Regions from separate parts of the Mus musculus genome. Here all the other regions are linked to region 3. A link is a contact called in public Hi-C, HiChIP or PLAC-seq and promoter capture Hi-C data. All regions are on one chromosome and are shown on one strand. The core of a region is the stretch at or near the end of the contact, and the rest is flanking DNA. Distances in the headings are between cores, read along the strand shown.

The links. Promoter capture Hi-C pulls out the DNA fragments that hold promoters and counts their contacts. A called contact is a pair of places that touch in the nucleus more often than the background predicts. HiChIP or PLAC-seq counts read pairs in DNA pulled down with a chosen protein or histone mark.
Region 1: an H3K27ac HiChIP or PLAC-seq map of heart atrium shows a contact between it and region 3, with 8 read pairs. The contact joins the enhancer-like site here to the promoter of Fcho2 in region 3. A contact is called at or near these places in 4 of 39 promoter capture datasets (the C10 cell line, fetal liver, liver and 1 more), 4 of 484 Hi-C or Micro-C datasets (bone marrow-derived macrophages, cerebral cortex, muscle stem cells and 1 more), 12 of 115 datasets of contacts at active chromatin or transcription factors (the 230-238 cell line, the NIH/3T3 cell line, embryonic forebrain and 6 more) and 3 of 9 other capture datasets (adipose tissue, liver and pancreatic islet).
Region 2: a contact with region 3 is called in a promoter capture Hi-C map of stem cell-derived epiblast-like cells, with 3 times the contacts expected there. The contact joins the enhancer-like site here to the promoter of Fcho2 in region 3. A contact is called at or near these places in 9 of 39 promoter capture datasets (the C10 cell line, embryonic stem cells, hippocampal neurons and 4 more), 9 of 115 datasets of contacts at active chromatin or transcription factors (acute myeloid leukemia, bone marrow-derived dendritic cells, embryonic stem cells and 5 more) and 1 of 9 other capture datasets (embryonic stem cells).
Region 4: a Hi-C map of the N1E-115 cell line shows a contact between it and region 3, with 4 times the contacts expected there. The contact joins the enhancer-like site here to the promoter of Fcho2 in region 3. A contact is called at or near these places in 3 of 484 Hi-C or Micro-C datasets (the G1E-ER4 cell line, the N1E-115 cell line and embryonic stem cells).
Region 5: an H3K27ac HiChIP or PLAC-seq map of heart atrium shows a contact between it and region 3, with 4 times the contacts expected there. The contact joins the enhancer-like site here to the promoter of Fcho2 in region 3. A contact is called at or near these places in 8 of 39 promoter capture datasets (the 3T3-L1 cell line, the C10 cell line, cranial neural crest and 4 more), 15 of 115 datasets of contacts at active chromatin or transcription factors (astrocytes, bone marrow-derived macrophages, embryonic forebrain and 9 more) and 2 of 9 other capture datasets (adipose tissue and liver).

The regions. Positions count from the first base shown.
Region 1 is chr13:99,121,318-99,127,027 of GRCm38.p6, forward strand. It overlaps Gm45938 (a long non-coding RNA gene), which reads left to right. Exons shown (of 5, transcript XR_001781030.1): 5 at 522-1,141. Among named protein-coding and RNA genes, the nearest start is that of Gm45938, 14 kb to the left of the region's middle. Within about 2 kb of position 3,749, at least 85 of the 459 cell types and tissues checked have an H3K27ac peak or open chromatin away from gene starts, as enhancers often do. A contact at or near this core is called in adipose tissue, bone marrow-derived macrophages, heart atrium and 2 more, where this site is marked.
Region 2 is chr13:99,149,901-99,155,176 of GRCm38.p6, forward strand. No RefSeq gene overlaps it. Among named protein-coding and RNA genes, the nearest start is that of Gm41036, 24 kb to the right of the region's middle. Within about 2 kb of position 2,866, at least 97 of the 459 cell types and tissues checked have an H3K27ac peak or open chromatin away from gene starts, as enhancers often do. A contact at or near this core is called in epiblast stem cells, pancreatic cancer cells, stem cell-derived epiblast-like cells and 1 more, where this site is marked.
Region 3 is chr13:98,814,128-98,819,557 of GRCm38.p6, forward strand. It overlaps Fcho2 (FCH domain only 2), which reads right to left and starts at 1,322. Exons shown (of 26, transcript NM_172591.3): 1 at 949-1,322. The coding sequence starts at 981. It overlaps Gm34995 (a long non-coding RNA gene), which reads left to right and starts at 1,854. Exons shown (of 3, transcript XR_382806.4): 1 at 1,854-1,942. It also overlaps the pseudogene Gm18134.
Region 4 is chr13:98,538,180-98,543,237 of GRCm38.p6, forward strand. No RefSeq gene overlaps it. Among named protein-coding and RNA genes, the nearest start is that of Gm41032, 4.5 kb to the left of the region's middle. Within about 2 kb of position 1,327, at least 5 of the 459 cell types and tissues checked have an H3K27ac peak or open chromatin away from gene starts, as enhancers often do. A contact at or near this core is called in the N1E-115 cell line, where this site is marked.
Region 5 is chr13:99,312,983-99,318,623 of GRCm38.p6, forward strand. No RefSeq gene overlaps it. Among named protein-coding and RNA genes, the nearest start is that of Ptcd2, 29 kb to the right of the region's middle. Within about 2 kb of position 3,614, at least 15 of the 459 cell types and tissues checked have an H3K27ac peak or open chromatin away from gene starts, as enhancers often do. A contact at or near this core is called in adipose tissue, bone marrow-derived macrophages and heart atrium, where this site is marked.

The DNA.
Region 1 (5,710 bases), core at 2,499-4,998, 310 kb after region 3:
CAGCACTTATTCTTAGACCCCTCTCTTATAATTTTGGAAAGTGAAGCCATGATGCCACAGATTAAGCCAGACCTAAGAGAGAGGGAAGGAGAGAGGCTGTGTGAGTGATAAGTCTTAACTCTCACTGGATCCCATCTCCTGGATTCCTGGCTTGTCTTCCATGGCCACTCCTTGCACATTTGGTACCCATGTCCACACTGGTCAACAGTGCGGTGAATCCCAACAGCTCGGCTTGCTTTATCCTCATAGGACACACCCAGGAAGAGGGAATACAATTGCTTTAAGAGTCTACTTTGCTTCCTGTCAAGGGCCTAGGGATGTATATACTTGAGGGGGCTTTAGAGGTCTTAATTATTGACCACATTGAGAATTTGGTTCCTTTATGAGACATTATTTCTTTACTTCATTAAGAAATACGTATCAAATACTGTATTAGTTTTCTACTACTGGATTAAAAGATGGGTCCCGAAACTTTACAGCCTAAAATAAAATAAACATTTATTGTTTCATGTGACTTGAAGGACAGGAACTCGGGATCACTTCAGCTGGAGTCAACACATCCATGGGGACCCGTGAGATGGCTATGTGGACAAAGGTGCTTGTCACCAAGCCTGACAGACTGGGTTTGGTCCCCAGAACCTACACAGCGGAAGGAGAGAACCTATCCCCACAGGTTGTCCTCAGACCTTCAAGTTCACTAGAGTGCTTTGAACTTTGCAGAACTGTAGAGAGCTCACTGCCACTTCCTGGGAAGGACTCATGTTCCCTGCGTTTGCAATCATTTCCCTCAAACTTGACCTGCCGCCTCCTAAAGACCACCAAGCTCCTATTGGACCTTCAGGATTCCCAGGCTTCTCTGATAGTTTTCTTCTAATACTTCTGTTTACTTCCCAGGTCCAAAGCCATCTCAATATGTGAGGATTTTGTCAGGGCAGTCCTGTTGCATGTTCAGTACCAAAATTTATATTAGCGATCTACTGTGGGATGATAAAGTACTAACAACTTAATATTTGAAGACAAGAAGCTGGTGTCTCACATTTATGTGGGTTAAGAATTTGAGAGTAGTTGAGCTTGGGGCTTCTTGTTCATCTTCTCTTATTGTAGTCAAAATATGAACGAAGATGGCAGTCATCAGGAGGTTTGGATGGGATGGAGGACCCAGTACCAAGATGTTCTCTTGGGTATTGCTAGGAAGCCTCTGTTATAGGGCTGTCCTGTAAGTCAGCTTCCCCCAGAGCAATCCAAGAGATAGCAAGACCAAATTTTAACTGTAATTAATTGTAATTATAGTTGTCTTTTGTAACCTAGCTTCAAAGGTCACAACAATCATTTTCTTACTGGCCCACCAGTTGCTTCGACCCACCCTATCGAGTATAGGAAGGGTCAACACAGGGTCATGACGTAGGTGGTGAGTTATGGGGCCATCTAGAGGCTGACTATTATAAGATTTGGCAAGAGCCACTTGGGCACAACTAGGAAGGTGTCTTAGTCAGGGTTTCTATTCCTGTACAAACATCATGACCAAGAAGCAAGTTGGGGAGGAAAGGGTTTATTCGGCTTACACTTCCATACTGCTGTTCATCACCAAGGAAGTCAGGACTGGAACTCAAGCAGGTCAGAAAGCAGGAGCCGATGCAGAGGCCATGGAGGGATGTTCTTTACTAGCTTGCCTCCCCTGGCTTGCTCAGCCTGCTCTCTTATAGAACCCAAGACTACCAGCCCAGAGATGGTCCCACCCACAAGGGGCCTTTCCCCCTTGATCACTAATTGAGAAAATGCCTTAGAGTTGGATCTCATGGAGGCATTTCCTCAACTGAAGCTCCTTTCTCTGTGATAACCCCAGCTGTGTCAAGTTGACACAGAACTAGCCAGTACAGAAGGGAAGCTGAGATGGCTTTCCAAAGGAACTCACAGTCTAACTTGGGTATTGAGACACATATGTACAGCATATGAGAAAAGACCGAAAACTAACATTAGGGCTTTGAGTGTAATGAGCAAAATTCTTTATATCAGAGTCGAATTTAGAGCCCTCTAAATAATTACACTTATATAATTATGTAATTTTCTTAACTCTTGAGAATTTCTCACATGTATACACCATTTCTCACACGAAATAGGTCATATCCATGCCAGTCTCTTTCTATATTTCCCATGTCCCTCCATACTTACCTCTTCTAACTCCGTTTTCTCCTCTTCCTCCTCTTCCCCACTGGATTCAATTAGTACCATCTATATGTGCATGCATGTGGGACCATCCACTGGGAATAGAAAACCTACCAGCGACCACGCCCTCAAAAAGCCGGTTCTCCTTCCCCAGTAGCTTATCAATTGCTAGTAGCTCCTCAGTAGGGGTAGGGCCTAGAGAACACCGCCTTAATCTGTGACTGAATTCTCTGGCTGACTTGACCTTGTGCAGGGAGCCACATCTGCCTAAGTACGGTGTGAGTACAATCGCCATCTCGGATCCAGAAGACGTTTCACGTCGCTCCTCCCCACCCTCCAGTTCTTATGTTCTTTCTGATGCAGTTCAGATCCAGGACAAGTGGTGGAGGTGCATATTTTACACACCAAAGAGGACCAGAGCTCCAGGTTCTCCCAGCATCCTTCAGTCTCTATGTATACAGGGCATGGCTGGCATACCCTGCCCTCTACCCTGAATTTTACAGCCCAGGGGCTGGGCTTCCCCTCCCCCATAAGCTCCTCCCGGTACAATCCAGGCATTTTGTGCTCTCTCTCTCTCTCCCTCCCTCCCTCCCTCCCTCCCTGTTCCTCAGTACTCCCACTCTCTTCCTCCCCCTCCTTCCTTTCCCTCCTCCCCCTCTCTCTCTGTATTTTCTCTCCCTCTTGTGAGCAAGCCCTTTCTCGATTTCTGTCTGCCCTCCTCCCCAGCCACTCCTCCCACCCCCATCCCCCACCCCTGTCTCCCTCACCCTGGGCCACTTTCCTGGCCTCATTTCTTGGGACCCTGAAGTCACTCCCCATGAAGGGCTCCCCCTTATATTCTCCAATCTGGTTTGAATTGGCTCATTTCACCAGCAGAGAAAAACTTTCACTTTCTCCCTACTCTTCCTCTGTCTCCTGAGCCTTGGAGGAGCAGGGGTAGGGTTAGTTAGCAAAGATGTCTCTCCTAGGGCTGAGCACTCAAGTTCCTTTCTCACCACATTCACCAGCCATGACTCTCTGCATTAGTGGCCGATACTGTTGAGAGCTGCCCTCTCTGTCCATGGTGGATCAAATTTTGAATATTTAAATTTTCTACACATGTGATATTAGGAGACCATTGGAAACAAATTGAGAGAAGCACAGATTAAAGACTTGGGGAATATACCTCACCAAGCAAACTTCAAATAAAACAAAAGGCAGAGATGGCTTTAACTTGAGGAATGGGCTAAAAGAGTCTTTTCTAAGTTTAAGGGAAAGTCGGTGTTTTTCTGGGCAAGAGAAGCTGGAAAGAGGAGGGGGGAAAACAGAAATGGAGCAAAGTGCTGGTGGCTGATGGAGGAGTGTCTAGGAGAGAGTCTCAAGTGTAAAGAAAAGACCTTGAAAAGAAAAGAGCATTTCCACCTTTGAGACATGGTCTGAGGTGGGTGGGTAAAGAGGCACATTGTTAGGTCACACCGAATGATCTTATATGGTCAGGGGGCGGAGAAGTGGAGAAGAGGGAGAGGAGAGAGGAATGTGGAAGGGCTTTTGGCAGGAGTCTGGCAGGGAGTGACCCAAATACCTCTGGATGCTAGGAGCTAGCTGAGTGAGATCGGCTGGGTCCCTAGGAGCATGAGCAGGCCTGGGGACAAGATGTCCTTTGGCATTGCTCAGCAGGCTGGGAGCAGGAGGACAGGAAATGGGTGGAATGTAACAGCTGCACACACAAATGTCCGTAGCTGGAGATCTCAGGAGACTCTGTGCATCTGACTCCCGTCCTCAGTGAATGTTCCAGTTACATGATATCATTTCTTCCCTTTGAAGATCATTATGAACCTTGGGCCAGGAAGAAATGCCATAATTTGTCACTGAAATGTGTGGTGCGTAATGGAGAAAATATGGAAAGGTCTAAAACTTCAACAGTGCCTAACACGAGGCTGGGGAGAGGGCTCGGGCAGTCCAGTGCTTGTCTTGCAAGTTCAAGGACATGAACTCAACTCTCAGAACTCACATAAAAGAACTGGGTGTGGTTGCATGATTTTTAAAATCCCAGCACTGGCGAGAGGAGGAGACGAGCAGATACCTAGGGCTTGCTGGCTAGCCACCCTACCCTACTCAGTGAGCTCCAGGGAGAGACTCTGTCATAAAAAACTGAAGGGTGAACTCAAGAGAGGTGGGCTGGCAGTTAAGAGTAGTTGCTGCTCTTTCTAGAGGACCAGGTTCAGTTATCTGTAAATCACATGGTGGCTTATAACCTTGGTAGTTCCAGTTTCAAAGGATCTGATACTGTTTTGTTTGCCCATGTGGCCACCAAACACATGTGGTGCAGGAACACACTCACTCATATACATAAAATAATTATACTGAAGGGGAAAAAAAATCAAATTTTAGCTGGGCAGTGGTGGTACACGCCTATGATCCCAGTGTTCAGGCAGTAGAGGGAGGCAGATCTCGAGGCTAGCCTGGTCTACAGAGTGAGCTTCAGGACAGCCATGGCTACACAGAGAAACCCTGCCTTGTAAAACAACAAACAAAAAACAAACTTTAATATATTAGAAAGATAAAGTTGGACTCTGCACACACTGGCAACCACATGACTCACAAATACACACATACCAAAGATGAGCAATTAAAAATTTAGTTACTGGGGGCTGGAGAGATGGCTCGGAGGTTAAGAGCACTGACTGTTCTTCCAGAGTTCAATTACCAGTAACCACATGGTGGCCATAACCATCTGTAATGAGATCTGGTGCCCTCTTCTGGTTTGCAGACATACATGCAGGCAGAATACTATCTACAGAACAAATAAACCAATCCCCCCCCCCAAAATTAGTTACTGACTAGCATTGCTTCAGATCATAGTGTGTATAGATGGTATCAATGCCCACTTCATATTCCAGTCTGTGTAACGAAACACTGATCCTCATGTTCTTCTGTAGGTAGATCTTATCACAGACTATCTAGTGTCAATCATTCTCTAAAACAAAATGCTCAAGAAATTGAACTAGAATTAAAATACCTGGGCTCCATTCCAGCTTTGTCACCACCGATGTGCCCCCCAAGTCATCTTACCATTCCTTGGCCTTAACCACTCGTTTGTAAAATAGGAAACTAGATGAAATCTCTCATAGCCCCAATGTTATTACATAGTCCTACAGTTTCCGGCCTTCCTTTAACAAAGATTTTTCTCTGTGAGTGCTGTCCAAGTTGGACACTAGGGGTCACGTTCAGATAACCACTCACAAACACATCTGCCTGTTTCCTCAAGAGAAGGTCCCGAGCAGCTAGAGGATGCGCAACCTGCTTTCTCACTTAAAGGACTTTGAATGCTCTGTGCTGTTTCCCTTTCCGTTCACTGGGCTTGAGGGCGGGGCAGGAAGCCAGGCTTCTCCATCAGCTTTTCCTTTGGGTTAACGTTATTTTCTTCCTTTCTCACTGTGATCCCCAACTAGTTCTTCAGTTGTGAGGCAAATTATCAATCTCAATGATTCATGATTTGCCTCTACCAGTACTTCTTTGCTAGGTAGGCTGGCCCCAAATCAGAACACCTCAAAGACAAGGAACAGAC
Region 2 (5,276 bases), core at 1,616-4,115, 340 kb after region 3:
GACTGTGGTTTAATTGGAAGCCGGGGGAAGAATTCAAGTTTGAATTCAAAATGATAAAATGGCAGAGGAGGAGAAGATGCAGCCTGTCTCTCCTTAAAGAGATCAAGAGATTTTTTAGATCTGTCCGCATCAAAGTTTTCCCTCTCTCTAAGGAAAGAAAAATCACTCCGTGTTTAACTCTCAGGCGTTTGTGGTGACCTCTGCACTTCAGTGGCCTCTGTGTAGCTACTGGCTTTCACACTTAAGGTGGAAAAGTTTCCTTCAGTGATCCTGAAAGTACTGCGGGGGTCTTACTAATGGACACACAGCAGGAAATCGCAGAGGCCGTGACTGACAGATGGACCGGATGGACCGACACATTTATTCCCTTTCTGCTATTCAGTTCTACCCGCCTCCCTTTTCCTTGCAGAGAGCAAAAAGTTACCTTTTTAGAGCCAAGGTGGTAAATGAATTCAGCATTTGCTTAGACTTGTTGAAAAGGAGCACCGAGGTGATGCTGAGGACCTAGGTAAGGATAATTGGTGGAACTTAGAGAGCATGCGCATGTTGGAGGGGTAGCAGGCAGAGGACACAGGCTGGTTGAAGGGAAGCAGAAATAATAAAATAACTATACATAGTGATAAGGCCTATAAAATAGACCAGGAACAGAGGTAGTGGACGTGTGACGTAACAATGTGTCCATCTGGATAGCCGGGGAGAAAGGAGTTTGCTAAGGCAGAAGTTATGCTAAGAGTAGAGACTCGATTTCAGGCAGAGGGAAAGGCCCCCCCTGGGACAGACCAGTGACACAGACTGCTAGATCCTGAGAGTGGCTGAGACAGAGAGGCTGTTTTCTACTCACCAGAGTGCATGGGATTCATCTGTGAAGCTTAGCTGAGCTCTCAACCATTCCCTAAGTTCACATGCCAAGTCTCTTTAAGGCGAGGCCTGACCTTTTGGCACAGGCCCTGGCAGAGGCAGACTTGGTGCATTGTCGGTTGGAGTGGGCAAACAGTAGTCAAAGACACTTACCTGCAAAGCTTGGGACCAAAAAAACCTGACCCCCTTTTGTTGGCATTGTGACCCTCCCATCAACGAGATCAAAGAACGGGCGTGGGGGATGATGATGTCATAACATACATACTGCACCAGGGCATGGAAGGACACGCCCCTCCCTCAGTTTCCAGTTAAAGGCACAGTTTTGTGCCCATATGCCTCTTTTCCTCCTGTGATTTTCCTGAATCCTACCCCAAGACATCCCCCAAGTTGGTTCCCGACTCCACATTAATTGACCATTAACTGTGATAGGCCCGTGCCTCTCGGAAGGGAGGGGGTTTTCACTTCTCAGTGTCTTTATACTTCCAGTTTATATTCCAGATGGCAGTCTGACGTAAGACCTCTCATGGTTTTCACTCGTGAAGCTGTAGGAGGAGCAGCAGCATCGTGTGTCCGTGGTTCCCATGGTTGCCACTGTCTAACCTTACAACTTGGGTGGTCTGTTTATGGTACACAAACAGAGCCATGTTCAGCTGCTCTTTCCAGTCTTTTCCACTGTTCTATTGCGTTTTATGTACCCCACAGGTGGGGCCATGAAAGGAAGATAAACACTTCTCAGCTGTTATCACTTTTACTGCTAAGTTTGTCATCGGATAGTTCACATCACCGAGTGAACCAAACACTTGAAATAGGCAGAATTTAAAAATTGATATTTACCCCATCGTCTCAGAAAGACTGAATAACCAAACCAGGAGTCACATCCTTCAAGAGGCCCTAATTCCTTCATTCCCACCCCCCCCCCTCTGTGTGTGTGTGTGTGTGTGTGTGTGTGTGTGTGAGAGAGAGAGAGAGAGAGAGAGAGAGAGAGAGAGAGAGAGAGAGAGAAAGAGCAAGAGGGAGAGTGTGTGTGAGAGAGAGTGTGTGTGTGAGAGATAGAGTGTGTGTGTGTGAGAGAGAGAGAGTGTGTGTGTGTGAGAGGGGGGGGGGAGATCTGAAAAGGCCAGAAAGGGGAATCAAGTCCCTGGAGCCAGAGTTATAGACAGAAGTTATAGAACATGGGAGCTGGAAACATAACTTACCTCTGGAAGAGCAGCAAGTACCCCACCCTCTCTCATTTCTCTTTAAATTTGATCTTAATAGATGACAATGACCTTGTGAGGATTCAAATGACTTTCAAATCTGAAAGTCGAAAAGGCTGAAAGGGCTTATTTGCAGCCCCTGTTTGCAAAATTGTCAATTCAGAAGTTAATATTTGCGGACAGTTATGAGAGGTAAGGAATATATCACCCTCTTCCATTCTTGTTTGAGATTACATTTTCAGTTTTTACTCTGTGCTTACTGTTTTTGGTGTTGGAGGCAAAACCTTGCCGGGATTTCAGGAGACAGTTCCCGTGCGAAGTGAATCGAGGGGCTGTTAAAAATGCTCACCCCGGACTTGCTCAAGATCAATTTGATCAGTTCTCCCCTTTATTCAAATGTGCAGCCAAGGCTGAGACCACAGGTCTGGACCTCAGACACCGCTGGGAATCTGAGCCAAAACAAGATGCCCAGAGGATGACTCAGCCGGTAACAGGAACTTGACTCACACCAGAAGTGAGAACTCAGCAGGTGGCCCAAAGGTTGTCTATAAGGTCTAGAGCAGAGGGAGGCTGCGGCTTGGGGCTGGAAGGATGGGACGGCGAGCCTACAGGGAAAGCTGAGTACAGAGGAAGCCACACCGGTCTGTTTTCAGAACCGAGCGTAAAGGCTGCTTTACCCTAGGGTGGAGAGAGTCCTCAAAGCTGATGCTTCAAGCAGCGTGGAGAAAAAGCGTTCCCAGAGCCAGCGAGGAAGTTGCAGGCATGAGAGAGGGCACCAGTAGGTGTCCCCGTTTGATTTGCGGGACCTAAGAAGGATCAGAGCAGCAGCGGGAGCCACGGGAACCATGCGGGGTTACGCTGAAGGTCTAGGACAGGCAGGGCAATCTGGCTCCTGCCAGTTTTGGTGACAGGTGTAGCTTGGGAAGCCCCCATGCTGGATTCCTGAACCTCAGCAGCTCTCCACAAAGTGCTACTGTGTTAGTCCAACACAAACTGTTCACCGTTAAAGAACTCTGAAGGACCTTCATTCTCACCCTCCTTCCTTCCTCTCCCCACTCCCCAGCTTTTATTTTTCCGGAGAGATTTTCGTGTTACCCAGGCTGGCTTCAAGCTCACTGTGTAGCTGAGAGTGACCTTGAGCGTCCAATCCTCTAATCTTCCCCCCACTGAATGCTGGGATTATAGATACTCACTGCTCTGACCAGTTTTATGCTTCACTCACTGGTGATTGAATCCCGGGGCTTCAAGAGAGCTACTACGCAAGCGCTGTTCTAACGGAGCTACATGGGATAAGAGACGCTGTACTTATTTAATGGAAAACATGGAAAATCAGAAATGTTAAGACCTTCCTAAGGTCAGCCAGACACAAACCAACAGAAATGCAGTCAAGATCTCGAGTGCGTGATTTGGAAGCTGTGCCGTTTCCTGTATGAATCTAACCGTGTATGTTACATAGCGGCCTGTGCTCGGCCCTGCATAAGTCAGCTGAGGGAAATGACCTGGATTCAAGATTGCCTCAAATGTGCTAGCCATTTCCTTCCCCCACCTCAGCCACCATCAGAGTTCCATGTATATGTGAAGAACAGGTGCACATGTGAGTGACTAGGATCGAGGAAATCAGAGATCAAGATCGGCATCTTTTTCTAGTGACACCCCACAGATTTCACCTTCCAGGGACCCCTGAAACTGCGTGTAGAACCCAACAGGCTGTCATTAGGGTGGCTCTGTACAATACACCAAAGCTAGTTCTCCTTGGGCCAATCCTCCAACTTCAAAGCCTTTGAGGACCTTGGAAGTCTCATTTGCCCATAAGAAAACTACCTGGCAAGGATTTTCTTGAGGTTACAGGAGTGGCTGAGCAGGGCTCTGAGTTAAAAATGTTGGAAACTAGAAACTTGCTTTATGACAAGAAAAACAACCCCCCCCCAAAAAAAAAACCCCAAAACCACGCTTCAGGAGAAATGAGCCTTCCTGTGCCTTCTCAGGAGACGTGTTCTGAGAAGGTGGGAAACTGATCTCTGGAAGCTGTGGACTCAGGCTGGGTAACAGAGGCAGAAAGACTCCAGGGGGATGGAGGGTTGGAATGACTCTTGGGGACACTAGATAGCCACAGGGAGAGAAGCAGAGAGACCCCTCAGTCCCGGGTTGGCTGGCTGCTGGCCCTGACAAAAATCCCTGTATCCTGCCTTACAAACAGCAAAGGCATGAAGACAGCTTCATCTATGTAGGTAACTTTCCTTCTCTCCTGGGATGGGCAAGCAGCTCTTCTGTTGTTGATGCTGGTTTTTGAGACAGGGTCTCTTTATGTAGCTCTGGCTGTTCTGGACCTCAAGCTATAGACCAGGCTGGCCTTGAACTCACAGAAACCTACCTATCTCTGCCTCCCAAGTGCTGGAACTAAGGGCATGTGCCACTACACCAGGCAATGGTAAACATTTCTAAAAAGGAATCCAAAGCTAGCTATCACTAGACCCCCAGCCCCATCCACACAGCAGTTTACTGTTATCGGCAGCACCTCAGTTCTTAAGGAGTGTTGGGTTGCGAAGATGGTTAAGGTGTTGCTGTTTGGTGTTTGCCTTATATACTTCCTTTGAGGCTGCCAAAGAACAAGGATGTTCTGTTAGATACCAGCAATGACTAAGATTAAAATTACTGTAGAAGTCTGCCTAATGAATCTGCCTGTAGTGATGGTTTGTGGCTATTGAAGAGAATAACAATAACAACAACAGCAAAACCCATTGAGCTGTGTCTATATGAATTAGTTACTTTTTCTCATTGTTATGACCAAATACTTGACACACGTGTCTCCAGACAGGAGAGGTTTATTTCAGCTCACAGTTTCAGAGGAGACTGTCTGTCATGGTGGAGAAGGCATGCTGGCTGAAACAGCTCATCTCTAGCAGTGGAAGCATGAGACACAGTGTGGACCTAGAAGCTCTTTGGCAGTGGGAACCAGAAGCAGGTATGACTTGCAAGGCCTCCTCCTAGCAACACACCCTTGCTAGCCAGACCACAGCCCTTGGTCCATGACCTCCCAGACAACACTAGCAGCTGGGAGCTAAATATTCAACAACTGAACCTATGGGAGACATGTCATATCCAAAGCACAGCAATATACCTGCAAATTAATATGTAAACACATAAATTCAAATAAAGTACATGTAATATAATTCACATACTGTTCTTTCATGAAGGCTGAAACCTTTGCATTGTTTCTAGGTT
Region 3 (5,430 bases), core at 72-2,571:
CCTAACCGGTAAGGGATTTTTTCTGAGGTTATGAAATTGTTCTAAAATTGACTGTGGTGATGTTTGCAAAAAAACAATGAGGAACTCTTCACAGTATACACTTTAAGTGCATGCATAAAACCGCTCTTTAAAAACACCACCGAGTACAGATGATTGCGAAAAGCGAATTAACATTCAAAACAAATAACCATGAACTGATTGTATTCAAGCCCGTGCTTGAGACTGAATTAAGAATCTCAGCTAGCAGTAGCTGGCATGACTGAAAGCTGACTCCTTTCAACACCTTACCTAAATGAAAGTGGTGCCGTATTTGCAACTGTCGGGCCACGAAAACCCAAGTTCGGCCAAGATACCTGAGTAAACACGTAACTTTCCTGTTCATGGCAGAAGCGTACTTGCCACGATCGGCTAACAGCAACTGCACGAAATCACACGGCGAGGAGACTAGAGGGGTGTGGGGAGCCCGAGGAAGGTCCACGAAACCCAACTTCCACGGGCTTTGTGAGCAGGCCTGAAGGCAAAGTCCTGGGCGCAGCCCCCACCAGCCCAGCCGCGCGGCCAAGAGGAAGTGCCGAGCCCGCTCGGCCCTGCACGGACTCTGCGTGGGGTCCCGGGCCTGCGCCGCGGGAAGCCGACCAGCCGGGTGCCCGGCTCCCCGCGCCGGACGCCGCGCACGCACGCCCCGTCGGCGCTTTGTCCCCGCCCGGCGCCGCCGGCCCTCTGGAGTCCCCGCCGAGACTCCCGGGCCGCGCTGCCAGCCCGGGCGCCGCGCGCAGTGGCCAACCCGGAGGAGGCGGGTGGCCGGAGAGCCGTGGCCCGCGGGAGCTCGGCCGGGCAACCCCGGGGCCGTGGACTCTCGCTCGGCCGCCCGAGGAGCCGCCGCCCGCCGCGCACGCAGGCCGCGGGGAGAAACCGAAGCCCGCGGCGTCCCCAACACCCTCCGCTCACCCAGAAATTCTCCACGAAATGCGCCATGACCATCTTGCCGCCGCCGCCGCCGCCGCCGCCGCCGCGCCGGGTTCCGCGTCCGCACCCGCCCGCCGCTGTGTAAACACGGACCGGCCCCTACGGCGCCCCCGCCTCTCGCCGCCGCCGCCTTCTTCCCAGAGACCGCCCGCGCCCTCTAGGGCGCATGCGCCACCTAGCGGCAGGCGCGGCCGCCGCCACCACGGGGCGAGAGCCTGACTGTCGCTCCCGAGTGCGCGTGCGCGCAGCCTGTCCGGGTCCGAGCGTTCGCAAGGAATGGTACAGAGCTTAGTCTGCGCGAGCCTCCGGGGCTGGCGGGAGTCGAGCTACCCGCAGGCCCGGGGGGCGGAGCTAATAGGGCCACGCCCCCTCGCGTCCAGCGTCCTGGCCTTCTAGGATCTCCAGCAGTCCCAGGTCCTGGCAGACTGGGACTAAGGAAACTTGGCAGCCGGCCACCCCAAGGAGACTGGGAAACCTTTGGTCAACAGGGAGCCTCTCCTTGACTGGGAAGTAAGATCCAAAACAAAACTGTCCAAGGCCGGAAAGGGAGGGAACGCCCAGTGTCGCCTGCAAGACTCAGGCAGTGCAGTCGGTCACAAGGGAGCCAGCCGGCCTGGACCGCCTGCCGAGAGCAGGCGTGACCCGAAACGCGACTCTTCCAGGCCTGTTCACAAAGCCCATGGTGGTAATCTTACCAGTTTGTACACCCAGGAGGAAAGGACACAAGTTTTAACATGCTTCGGCCTGATGGGGAAAAGAAATCCCTCGCCATGCCTTTCTTTCCAAAAGTTTAAAAAACTTTAGAGGTCCCAAGTTCATTAAGCTAAGTCAAAGATCTGCAAGTTGGAAGTCAAGCTCCAGAGATGATTTAGTGTAGTTTTAACTACAGTATGAACACCGCACGTCCTAAGATCGTTTTCAAACATGGACAATGTAGCACTTTCTTCAAAGGAAATTATTTGCCTCCCCAAACGATGTATGTAAACACTTTTCATGTATCTTTTATATAGTCGATAGCAAAAGATAACCAGACAAAGGTTGTGCCTTTATAAGAATATCTTTCAGAAATATTCACGTAAAGCTAAGACATCTAGCATCTGCTCAGGAGTATTTGGTGGAAGCAGGGCAGAAGACTAGGGTATAGGAGGAACAAGATTGGCCATACAAGTAGTTGAATGATGGAAAGATGCTATTTCCATATACTATTTTAAAAGGTCTATGTGTATGAGTGATTTGCCTGCATGTTAGGTATGAATTCCATGTGTGTGCCTAGTGCCCAATAAGACCAGAAGAGCGTGTGGGATCCTCTGAAACTGAAGATACAGAAAGTTGTGAATCACCATGTGGACTTTGGAATTGAATCAGGGTCCTCTCCAAGAGCATTAATACTCATAACCACTGAGCAATCTCTCCTTTGTTTGTTTGTTTTTGTTTTTCTTGTATATGTTAACTCTTCCATTTAAAATAAATATTTGCTTTTGTTTTGTAAACCATCAGCCCAGTTATGCTATCCTTGGTGCTTAAGATAGAAGAAAATTCTAACAAAAGGAGTAAGAAAGCTCACCCTGCAAAAGCGGCTGGTACTGGATTCCTAATATCACCAGGCTTAGTGCGAGAGAGGATCCCCGAGTTTCCTTTTTTTACTGAGACCCGCCAACATGGGCCGAGTTCACACCAAGACTGTGAAGAAGGCGGCCCAGGTCATCATCGAGAAGTACTACACACACCTGGGTAATGGCTTCCACAGTAACAAGCGCCTGTGGGAGGAGACCTCCATTATCCCCAGCTAGAAACTTCGGAACAAGATAGCTGGCTATGTGACCCATCTGATGAAGTAGATTCAGAGAGGTCCTATGAGAGGCATCTCTATCAAGCTGCAGAGCGAGAGAGAGAGAGAGAGAGAGAGAGAGAGAGAGAGAGGGAGAGGGAGAGGGAGAGGGAGAGGGAGAGGGAGAGGGAGAGGGAGAGGGAGAGGGAGAGGGAGAGGGAGAGGGAGAGAGAGAGAGAGAGAGGAGAATTATGTTCCTGAGGTCTCAGCCCTAGATCAAGAGATCACTGAGGTGGATCCTGACACCAAGGAGATGCCGAAGCTTCTGGACTTGGCAGTCTCTCTAACCTTCAGGTCACTCAGCCTACAGTTGCGATGAATTTCAAACACCAATTGGAGCTGTTGTAATAAACCTGAAAACAAAACAAAACAAAACAAAACAAACAAAAAAAAAGAAAGAAAGGATCCTGAAATTCTAGGCGTTAAATGACCATATCTCTGTGTGTGTCTATCTCTCTGTCTGTCTGTCTCTCTCTCTCTTACACACACACACACACACACACACACACACACACACTCACACACACTTCCTCTAAAAAGAAAAGCTACGGGCTGGAGAGATGGCTCAGTGGTTAAGAGCACTGACTGTTCTTCTAGAGGTCATGAATTCAATTCCCAGCAATTACATGGTGGCTCACAACCATCTGTAATGAGATCTGATGCCCTCTTCTGGTGTGTCTGAAGATAGCTACAATATAATCATATACATGAAATAAATAAATATATATTTTAAAAAGGGAAAGCTACACAGGTGACTCTGTTAATCATGATCTAATATTAAGCCCTGACCCCCTAACCATAAATCTCCTCTCCCATGACCAATGCTATTCAGGTCCCAACAAAACCCGTTAATATCTTTTCCTCTGTATCCTCGTGGTAAAAGGTAAACTGTGAATGGCAGTAAAAATCTGTTAGAGGAGGTGTGGAATGGCTGCCCCATCAGAAGCAGGCAGCTTTGGAGTTGAGGCAAATTTGAGGCACTGAAGTGCTTATTACAGAGGGAGGTTAACTTGTCAAGTCCTTCCACTCAGTTTCAATGCATTTGGTTCTTGAATAACAAAACATGTTTTCTCCCAGTAGTGTCAAACCCAGATTTGCCTTCTCTTAAGGTTCTAATTTGTGGTGACAACACTGGCCCTTTGGCAGAGTGTAGCTGCTACCCTGGCCACAGTTCTGTTGTCGGTCACATAGATAGCAAGGCTGTCTGCCATAAAGATAAATACTCCTTTGTGTGTTTCAGACGCTCAGGGGGTCCATTGTCTTGTAATTACCTGGCTTTTAAGTTGCAGAGCTTTATAAACAGTGATTAAGGTGACTGGATTTCAGACAAGATGGTATAATAGAAGAAGAATGTGGGTGGCATCAGTCACTGTCTGTCCTTAGGGGAGATGTTTCCTGGGATACAGAAGAGGGAAGGCCTTGAGCGGGGAGCCACTCACAGTATGATTGCTCCACACACTAAGCCTGACATGTCTAACAACAAACTACAGCTTCCTGTCACCGAATGCCAGCCCCCTGACAGGTACTTAGTTAATGTTTGGTGACTGGATGGGTCATTAAGCCTGTCATAAACATGTCAAGGTGGCTGAGTCCTTGGCTACGCAGTCACTCCATTCCTTTTACACATTCTTTAATCGATGCTAATCCCATAGTTCATGAAAATATGAAGTTCTGCCAGGCAGTGATGGCAAGCGCCTTTAATCTCACCACTTGAGAGGCAGAGGCAGGTGGATTTCTGAGTTTGAGCTCAGCCTGGTCTACAGACAGAGTTCCAGAACAGCCAGGGCTACACAGAGAAACCCTGTCTCAAATAAATAAATAAATACATACATACATACATACATACATACATACATACATACAATTTTTTAAAAATATGAAGTTCTGTGTGGCTGAACTTTTGACCTTAGTTTAAATGCTTTCAAAGCAATCCTGTTGGGTCTGAGCACCTTGTTGCAGAGTGCCAGCTTTAGTGAAACTAAGATGGAATGGAACAAAGGATTCAAGGTGGGCTTCATCTCTTTTGGGGATAGGGCTCAATGCTTGAGGCTCCCATTTTGAGATGTCCTCATCAGATTTGCCTTCCACTTGTTTCACTACACCTGCCATGAACATGCTGATTTCTGCGGAGAGGCTCTTGTTCCCCATTAAACTCTCACCCAAGCATAGACATTACAGCCCAAAGCATTCCTGTCTGTTAAATCATAACTTAATGAATGGTAGCAACTAATAGAAGGAAAATTTTACATAAAATGAGCTTACTTGGGCTTATAAAATATGGCTTACGTCCAAGTTCAAAGGCCTGATGCATTAGGCAATGGAACATGGCCACTTATGCATTCCTCAGTATGAATATGGCCTTCTGACCCAGCTTTATAGCTCAAAGCACATTAGTCAACATTTAGTTGCCAGGCCTATTTCCTCATAACTGCTAGTTTCGTTTCAGAGGAGTGGCTGTAAAGGAAGGCACATTTTCCTATTTGTTCTAGATGTAATTTTGTAAATGTATTTCACTAAGTCTTCAAATGAGAGCAGCCCAGAAGCTTGAGTAGACCTGTCCCTGCTATTTCCCTGTGGCAGGTGCTGTACTCCTGCTCAACAATAAACAGCAAGTGGGAAAAGAGCTAAGCCCCAGG
Region 4 (5,058 bases), core at 77-2,576, 280 kb before region 3:
ACCTATTTAACCTCCACACTTGCATAGCCCCTGGCAGATTTAGCTCTGACAGAGAGAGAAGCTCACCGACAGTACAGTGTGGGTCTCCAGGCCGGGCATGCTGCAGGGGAAGGCTACGGCTAGTTCTAGGGTCAAAAGAGAATCCGAGGTAGGAAAAGGTTTCCTTCATCAGAGGTAATTTGGTTTGTGTAGTTCCATTTCTCCCAGAATCCTCTGTTCTTGCCAGACTGTCTCCAAGGTCTCTGCTCTTCAAATAGTTTGCTACTCAAAGCAGTGACTGGGTCCTCGAGGTAACCTGAGTTTTATTATTAATTGTTTGCATTGACACAGGATGTCCCAGTGTAGCCCAGGCTGACCAGGAACTACTAGTCCCCCTGCCTTAGCTTCCCCAGGGCTGGGCTCACTGGTGTGTATCAGCCAGTACAGCCTGCACTAGATAAGGCCAGCTGCAGATGCCAGCTTAGATAAATGGCTTCTCCTGCAGGAACATATTCTCTCTGCCCTGCTGCCCTACCCCCACAACCCCAGAAGAATCCCTTTGTTAGTTACACATGAGCACATGCCAGGAGCAGTTCATCTAAATGAGCAACTGCTTTCTGGGAGTAGACCCGACAGAAGAGAAGCTGGGCAAAGCTGCACTTGAGTGCCAAGCCTTGGCTGCAGAAAGAAAAGCCAGATTGTTTCCAGGGACCAGTGATGGACAAGCACCAAGTTGAGGCAAAGTGGCCTCGAGCTCTTCGCCATTGCCCAGTGCTCGATGCTTGGCATCCTTCCTCGGAGCATGGGAGATGATGGCTCTGGGGAAATTCCAGTCTGCAACTCATTGAAGCAGGATAAACAGAACTCCTGCTCCAGAAGACTCTATCCTGAACAAGAGGCTCTTGGAATCTTCTTGGAGGTTTTGATGTCCACATAAACTATAAACAACGGGGTTGGGAGATACTTGGTGCAGCAGGCTGTGACCATCAAGGTCAAAGGACGGGCATAAGGGACATCATCTTAGACTTTTATCCATAAAGTGACTTTGGACAGCTCTGAGGAGCAACAAAGATTTTGTTGAGTGGCCCCCCAAAAAAACTGTGATGTAACTGTCTTTGTCTCTTTTAAAATACAATGCATAAAGAAACAAGAGATGCAATCAAATATCTCATGTGCCACATTTTGCTTTGTAAACCCTACATGTGTAACTCAGGATAAAGCCGCCCTGCTGTCTGCTTAAGAGAAAGAATGCTAAGATTGCAAGGAAAGCTATCTTAACAGCAGCAAAAGCCCGTCTTAACCACGTGTAACACATTATCCAAATGAGGATGTTTCCCAACATTGCGTAACCAGAGATTCCAGAAGTCCACTGGACACAGAGGCAAACCTGGCCGGCTTGCATGTGTCTGTTCCACTTTGGGAAGTTATTAAAATGCCTTGTTAGACTTACTGGCTAGCCTACAATTTTAACTTCACCCTAACTTCAAAAGGCATTAATAGCAATAAGCCGCAGTTTATCTAATTGGGGGTGTATCACCTAACGGGGCAAAGAAGCCACCACACCAGCTGCCAATGGACAGAACAGGCTAGTTTTAGTAACATGTTTATATGGGAAGTCAGATTCTGTGCAAGAAATGGACAGATCCTTTGCTCTCAGCTGGCGAAGCGCATCCCATAATCCTTGCTGCTTACTTCAGAACCTGACATGTTCTAGCCCCAGGGACTGACAGAACCTTGGACCCTTGTGGGGTACTTGCTTGTCTCAAATGACATGTGCTCAGGGACACAATTGTGTCGGTAACACTGCTTGAAGTTAATATTTTAGTTTAAAATGTGTAACATCAAGGTGTAAGTAAGATCTGGGTGAATTCTGATGTTCCCTCAGCCCTGCTCCATCACCTACAATGAACATGCTGATTTCCTGCTTGTGCAAAGACAGTCTCCCTTCCCTACCTGTCACATACACTAGGCAGCGCTTCTCATGCTGTGTCAGAGTCACCTGGAGAAGCTGTTAGAATAGGGACCCAGAGCCCAGATCTCAGCAATCCCAATTCTCCAGGGTTAGGAGAGGATAGAGGTTGTTCATTTAAGGTCGTCTCAGGTGAGACTAGCTCTACTGTACGAACAGCATTGAGTCTGTACAAACATAAATTCTATGAGGCATGTGACACATCTGCCTCACAGAAGAGAGTGCAGAAGGCTACAGTAGGACAAGGGGTGTCACACAGGGTGTCCTCCTCCATCATCAGCTGGTGGCAGGGTCTGGATCCACAGAGGCTGTGTGCCAGTCTCAGACCTGGCTTCCAAACAGAGAACAAATGTGGGGAACAGTGAGATTAGGGCAAGAGCCAATGCCTTGAAAATGAACATGAGACTGGAAGAGTAGGGCACTTGGAAGACTAGGCCGTGAGACTGTGGCTGTCCTAGAGAGAGAGAGAGAGCACTGTCCTGGGGAGCACTGTCCTAGGGAGCACTGTCCTGGGAGTACTGTCCTAGGGAGCACTGTCCTAGGGAGCACTGTCCTAGGGAGCACTGTCCTCGGGAGCACTGCCCTCGGGAGCACTGTCCTAGGGAGCACTGTCCTCGGGAGCACTGTCCTGGGAGCACTGTCCTTGGGAGCACTGTCCTTGGGAGCACTGTCCTGGGGAGCATTGTCCTAGGGAGCACTGTCCTGGGAGTACTGTCCCAGGGAGCATTAGGAGGTTCTTTCTAGAAAACTTCACTGTGGGGACAGGTAGCCCTGTAGTGCCAAGAGCAAACTCAATCAGCGATAGCAAACAAAACCAGTCACAGAGCACTTACTCTGTTTTCTTTACCCTGCTCCCATCTGCTTAGGATGAACCCCTTTCTGTGGCCAAGACACCAGGATGTTTCCTTGCCCATCTCTGGTTTAAAAGGTCAGCCGCACCCCCAAGAAAATCTCCTGGGTAGGCGCCGTGACTGAAGAAACAGCCCGAGCAACCGTTTGATACCTAGCCCTGTCACTTTCAAGTCTGCTGTTCGAATCCTGGGATAGACCAATGAAAAGACACAGTCGGATGTCCTACAGGGCAGTGTGCTGTGGCTTCAATTGGGAACGTCATGGGTCTCGTTCCTTATAAGCTGATTAAAATGTTTTCTTTCTTTCATAATTTACCCACAAGCCTTAATTAAAGCATCAAAAGATATGTATTTGGACCTATAAAGTCATAATAAGCCTAAGCAAAAGGAACTTCCATTGAGCCTCTGCATCTCGGGAAACGCTCTTTAAAGTGGCCGTATTGGAGTTAAATTGGACAGTACTTTTCTTCAGAGAGGTTAAACTCCAAAAAGGAAAAAAAAAAAAAAACACAGGCGTAAACGAAAAGCGCTTTTAATAATTTCCTATAGCAAGATGGGTTGTTTTACTGAGAAGGAGCAGCCTAGACCGCTGCGTGCGGAATGACATATATTTACGTGTGAGACAGTCCTCAACCATAAAAAATATTACAAAAGCTCGTCTTGAGTTGGCATTTGAAAGATCAAATACATCTTCTCATAGAAATAAATTGTTGCATGTGGTGGGGAAAGGGCCAGCGTGAAGCTTTGAGTAAATTGTCCCCATAGGTCCACAGGGATTGGCACTGTTAGGAGGTGTGGCCTTGTTGGAGTAGGTGTGGCTTTGTTGGAGGATGTGTGTGACTAAGGGGCAGGCTTTGAGGTCCCAGAAACTCAAACCATGCCTAGTGGCTCAGTTCTTCTCCTGCTGCCTGCCAATCCAGATGTAGAACTCTCAGCTCTCTTTCCAGCACTATGTCTGCCTGTCTGTCACAATGCTTCTTGCTATGATGATAATGGGATAAACCTAAAAAGAGTTGCTGTGGTCATGGTGTCTCTTCACAGCAATAAAACCCTAACTAACTAAGACTGCCAGGGCAGATATGCATAGGGCTGCTCTGCTGGCAACTGAGCTAATACAGGCAAAATTGTTCACCTGAGAAAGCATCCTGGATCCTAGAACAAGGTTCCCAGCTTGTTCTAGGGACAGATGGGAAAGGAGATCCCTGGTTCCTGTTTTGTTTTGTTTTTTTTTTTCCTGAGCCCTGGGTATCACTTGAAAATAGGTTGTTTATTTTTCCAATAATTGCACGTGTGTGTGTGTGTGTGTGTGTGTGTGTGTGTGTGTGTGTGTGTGTGCATGTATCAGGGCATAATCACACTCATACCATGGCACACATGTTGGGGATAAAGAACAACCTTTGGGTGTTAGTCATTGATGCATCCTGTGTGAGACAGGGTCTCTTCCCTGTGTAAGCCAGGCTCACATCTGGGGTCTTTTCTGTCTCTGCCTTCTGTCTCTGTAAAGCTGCCACAGAATTACAGACACCTGTGTAGCTGGGTTTGCCTTTTGCCTGGGTTCTGGGCTCAGCACTCAAATCACCAGACTTGCTTTTGCCCTCTGAGCTATTTCCACAGCCCCAGTATAATCACACGTTTAATGTGTGCCCTCTGGATCACAGGCTATGCTGTTGTGCTGAGTCGGGGATGTAATGAACAAGACTGAAAGGCAGTGCCCTTCGGCAGTGCGTTTTAGTGGAAAGGATAAACTCTTCAGTGGGAATTACTAATGGACACATATAAGATAAGAGGAGCACCTGGCTTAAGTCTGGGGTACCAAGGAAGGCTTCTCAGAAGAAAAATGCATTGTCTAAGACCCAAAAGATGTAAATAGAACATTCATAGGTGAAGGCTCAGAGGGTTTAGGGAAAGAAGAATGCTTCCCAAGAGAGGGATTCATACACACAAAATCCCCAGGGCACTGGCATCAGGCTGGGGGATAGGAAGTGTGATGGAAGTGTATATGCTTGGCCCAGGGAGTGGCACAAGTAGAACGTGTGGCCCTGTTGGAGTAGCTGTGTCACTGTGGGTGTGAGTTATAAGACTCTCATCCTAGCTGCCTAGAAGCCAGTATTCTGCTAGCAGCTTTCAGGTGAAGATGTAGAACTCTCAGCTCCTCCTCACCTTGCCTGCCTGGATGCCGCCATGTCCCTGCCTTGATGATAATGGACTGATCCTCTGGACCTGTAAGCTAGCCCCGATTAAATGTTGTCCTTATAAGAG
Region 5 (5,641 bases), core at 2,364-4,863, 500 kb after region 3:
AGCTGTGCACCATTGTCTGTGGTCTTCAGGGCTGCCATGGTTACTTAAACTGAATAACATTCCTGACACTCTAGGGCTTTGCTGTATGTTATCCATGAGACTTAAGGGGTTCCAAATTAGTATCTAAGGAAAGATGGAAAGGGATGTGATCTTATGGGTACCCTTGCCCCCCCAGCCCCAAGTAAAGGGTCGGTCGATTCCTAAGACTTTTGACTGCTAGAAACAGAGGTGTCTCTCCCACGAATAGAAACCCATGAAAAGGAACCTTACAGTGGTAATGGTGGTTTTCATTTTTATTCTTTGTGAAACTACGGGTTGCCAGGAAAGCACTTCCACACATTTGCAGCCACAGTGAGCTTCTCCAGCTCTGAGATCAAGAGCAGGAGCAGGAAAGCCATGTGTGGCCACTTGCTGCTGTTGCTACCACCATCGCAGCCTCCAGAACTGGCGAGAGTGAGTCAGGTCAGGAGCTGTCTCTCCATTGGTTATTCTGGCCTTCATTGTTTTTGATGTGTAGTAGAACGAAGAGGAAAGGATGAAAGGGATTTTTTTTTGCCATTATCATTAAATCACAATATTTAATGACAATCCTTCCAAAAACCACCCTAGACAAGTGTACTGTGGCCCCATGTGTTATGGGCTTTTCCTTGGGTAGATATGAGCAAATGTCTACTCACCCCAGATGCAGGGAATGATTAAAAGGCCAGCTTGCTGAACCAATGAAAGTGGAATTACACGAGCAAGGATAAGGAGGCACCTACAGGAGCATGGCCAGCGTACCCTTGAACACCATCAAAGACGTACGGCAGATGGCTCAGGGAGGGAAGGGGCCCTCTTGAACAGTCTTCTATGCCTCTCATGGGCCTCTTGGAGATATGTCAGCCCACTTCCTCTGCCTGATTTTGTGTGCAATCTAATTTTGAGACAGTAATGGGCATGATCAGAGGACAGCATTCCATGACACCCATGTCTTCTCATTTTCCTTTTTTTTTTTTTTCTTTTTTTTTTTTTTTTTTGAGACAGGGTTTCTCTGTGTAGCCCTGGCTGTCCTGGAACTCACTTTGTAGACCAGGCTGGCCTTGAACTCAGAAATCCTCCTGCCTCTGCCTCCCGAGTGCTGGGATTAAAGGTGTGCACCACCACCACTGGGCCTCATTTTCCAATGTGTCGTGGGAGATTGCAATCCTGGAAAGAATAAGTGACTCCTGGCAGCAAAGTGGGACCCACTGAGTCATAGTTAGCACGGGGCTTCATTCTTTCCATTATTCATCTCTTCATTAGCTCCGGAGTCGCCCTAACTGCAGGTGCTTGCCCCTCTTCATTTCCTGCCAGAGGCTGATTGAATATCCTCAACTCAACACCAAGTTGCATCAGTTTAAAAATGAAACTTCCTCACCACCAAATACAGTACTGGTAATTAGGTAGACTGTTAATAAGAGCAAAAGCAATCAGATAGTCTGAGTTTGAGTGTGTTGAGCATCATGGGAGCTGCAAGATGACAGGCGCACCCCAGAGTGGGGAACTGAACCAAAGTCTGGGATTAGTTAAAGGACCTGACCATCGGACCTGGAAATGTCAAACTAGCAGACACATCTTACTGTTTTTCATCTGCTCTTGGTATGACTTCCAGGTAAAAGAAACGATTGCTAAATGTTCTTTGTTGAACAAACTGGGAAAACAAAAATGTACCACAGGTTGCAATAAAAATAGGAGTTAGCCATTCTTGCCTGCACCCTCCTCTGAGAGCTGCAACTCCCGTGAAAGGCTGCATAAGATGCTGGGCCCGTGAGACAGCGTTGAGAATAGCCTGGCAGCTCCAGGTGGCTTTGCTATCTACCGTCCACAGCATGTAGCCCCGTGGCAGCTGGAGAGGAAGATGTTTTTGGGGATATCGCTTTTCTCATCTTGACCTGTGCAGTTCTTCTTTCTAATAGGGCTAGGCGAGGGGAAAGCCAAGACTGAAGCAGACCGTGCGTTTCTAATTACCTCGGTGACCTGGCCTCTCCGCAATGAGTCAGGAGGACGAGAACACGAGAAGGCAAAAAACCATCGCAGCACAACCCCAAAGGAAGAGACATCATGAGAATGACGGGAAGACAGGGAGAGGGGAAAGAGGAAGTAGAATTCAGGGACAGAAGAATTCACAGACCACATTCAACTGACCCAGAACAGGAAAGTGATGCACCTGACCTGCTTTAAACTGCCTTGTTACAGTGAACCCTCCAACTCAAAGACAAGGGAGCTCGCATCACCTGCTGATTTAGACCCACCACCATGGAGGGAATTGGCCCTGTGAAGATAGCAACGTCTTCTTTGGATCCCATCCTCCACAGCTCTACAAAGGTTCCGCACAAGAAGATTTCAGTGAAACTTGAAGGTTGTGTCCATATGCAGACACTGAAACACTTGGAGAAAAGAGACTTTTAAAAGGCTGAGGCAGGAGGATCATGAATGAGAGAGGCCAGCGTGGGCTGCAGAGCGGGTTGCTAGCCAGTATGGTCTACCCAGCAAGACCCTGCCTCAAAATACGTAAAAGACAAATAAATGCAGACCTGAGTATTCTCTCTATATAAGTTTTGCACCTCCGGGCTACATCTATGGCCCACTGAGTTCACTGTGGGTTCCAGGCAGGTGGCAAAGGCTAGACTGTGGGACATGCGGGGACAGAGTTGTGTCTCTTCTGTTCCTTTGGTAAAATGTCTGGCAGGAGCAGCTCCAGGAAGGAATGATTTACTCTGGCTCATGGCTTCAGAGGGATTTAAGTCCCTCTCTGTGGGGAAGGTACTGTGTGGGTAGTTCTAATCGTCACATGGCAGTGCAACAGGGAGAGTGTAGATAGATGGGAGCCAGGGACAGACTGACCCTCAAGGGCCTGGCCCTAGTGACCTATGTCTACCAGGCAGGCCATACCTCCTACAGGTTCTACAGCCTTCAAAGTCAAGCTACAAGCCAAGGGCTGAGCATTTACAGCATGGCTCAGGGCAGGGCAGGAGGCATGGTAGCAGGGCTGCTCTCTGCCCTATGAGGCACTGACTTTAACTTATCTCTTTGTCAGGAAAGAGCTTGGTCAAGCACTGTGGCACACATCTAGAATCCTGGCAGGCTAAGGCAGGAGGATCTTCAGTTTAGACTGGGTTATAAAGGAAGACCACCTCCTACCCCACACCCTGACAAGGTGGATCTTATAGAAGTAAGCTTCACTGGATGGCTTGTGACAAGAGGTCATGAGCCCAAGAAGTCATCTTCTCTTTATAAACAGTGCAGTAGACTTTTTGCTTTCTTTCTTTAACTCCTAAATACAAAAGCCTACAAAAAGCCTACTTAACATCATATACAGAAATGAATCTGGCCTTCAGATTTCTATTGGATCTGGGGCAGGTAGCCATCACACATGATTTTTAAATATAATATATTGAGATTGTGGAGAATGGGGAAAGTCTTGAGGGGTAAAGTCCTGTGTAAATATGTATTGTTTGACACGAACACAGCCATGTCAAGGACCAAAGCCTCAGAGCTATGGGAAAATGCCAAAGCTTTCCAAGGCTGGGCTCAGCGGAATGCCAAAGCCTTCCAAGGCTGGGATCAGAGGAACGCCAAAGCCTTCCAAGGCTGGGCTCAGTGGAACACCAAAGCCTTCCAAGGCTGGGATCAGAGGAACGCCAAAGCCTTCCCTCCTGTTCCGAGGGCCAGTGTTGAGAGTGTGTGTAGAAAATGTCCACCATAGCTCTGTCCCCAAGATGTTTGCAGCCTGAAGACTGCTCTCCTACAGAGACTGCTCCTTCGGAGATTTCCCTCCCTGTTCAGTTTTAGAGTTTCCTTCCAGTGCACTGGAGGATTTTGAGAACCGCTTGTTGATTTCTCAGTTAAGTCCTCTGGAGCAAGTCTTTGTCCCTTTGCTCCTCCCTGGTGTTCTGGTCTCTGGTAGGGACGCGTTTCATTTGAATCCCAACATCATATAATCAGTACTCTGTGAAGACTCGGTATGTAACTTTCATGGAATTGAATGTGACCTCTGAACAATTCTTCAAGTTGGGCAGATCTAAATACACTCAATTCTCTAGTGAGTCATCTAGTGTTTTTGTGTGACGAAGATGTCTTCTGCATCTGTCAGGTACGTGGGTACTTTACCCATGTAGCCTCAATATGAATTTCTGCTCTCTCTGAGTTCCAGGAATGGAAGACATTTTTGAAAACTGGTACCCTAAAAGAGAGAGAGAGAGAGAGAGAGAGAGAGAGAGAGAGAGAGAGAGAGAGAATCTGGGCGCCCTCTGCTGTCTCGGCTAAGTTCTGCTGCTGTAGAAAAGAACACAGCATGAATAAAAGTACACATATACACATACAAAACAGACACACAAAACACAGACACACACACAAAACAGACAGACAGACACACACACAGGCAATACAGACATGTGATTAGAAACATGTTTACTAAAGTGCTTCCCAACAGCCTGTTTTAAATACCATTGTCTTCTACTCCCTGGTATCCAATCTATGACCTCCAGTTTTTCCTGAGAAGTGGGGTAATGCTATCTCAGAGGGCTTTCCTGAAGGTTCAATGAGATATATAGCCAACTGCTCTGTTAGAGCCTGAGGAACAATAACCCTTGCTATGTGCTGGGTCATTTCCTTCTTTTCATCAACTCTGGCATAAGTGACCCTGCTTCTGCTGTCACCCAAGCACCCACAGATCAGTGGTTCTCAACCTTCCTAACACCTCAACCCTTTAATACAGTTCCTCATGTCGTGGTGACCCCCAACTATAAAATTATTTTCCTTGCGGTATCATAACCACAATTTTGCTTGTTATGAATCATAATGTAAATATCTGATATGCAACCCTGTGAAAGGGCCATTTGTCCCCAAAGGGGGCACACTGTAACCCATACCCCACAAGTGGAGAACCAGTGCATTCTGTTTTTTTGTTTTTTTAAAAGTAATTATGGGGAACTGGAGAGATGTCTCAGTGGTTACGAACACTGGCTTTTCTTCTAGAGGACCCAGGTTGAATTCCTAGCACCCACATGGCAGCTCACAATTGTCTATAACTCCTGTTTCAGAGGATCTGACTCCCTCACACATGCAGGCAAAACACCAATATACATAAAATTTAAAAGAAATAGTAACTAATACATTTTAAGTGCTCACCTCTAACAGTGTGCATTAGTTATCTTGCTACTGAGGCTTTAAAACAGGTATGACGGCTGGTCTCCATCAGCAGAGGCCAGCAGTCTCCCTCTCGGGGAAGCAGGGGGCAGGAAGGTTGGTATTTATTATTCATGAAGTTGTTTGTGCTTTTTCCATTTTTGTTTTTGTTAATGAGTGGTTGTGGCCTAACAAAGAGCACCACAATTATCTAACGCATTACAGCCATTTACACAAGGTAAGTTGGGGAAGCATGGTCTATTCTCTAAGGCTTTGCAGGTACAGGAATCAACTTTTGCTGTTGTTTACAAAACACCAGGCACACACAGAAGCCATTATTTTCTAAGAAGAATTTTTTGTTGTTGCTTTGTTTTTTTTTTTTTTTAATGAGGCTGTCTAACGCTTTACAGAACACAGGCAAACTCTTTCTGATAACTGTGAGATGGGCTCCTGTGCATGATGAGAGCAGGAAGAAGGCCTCATGTATCCCTGTGAT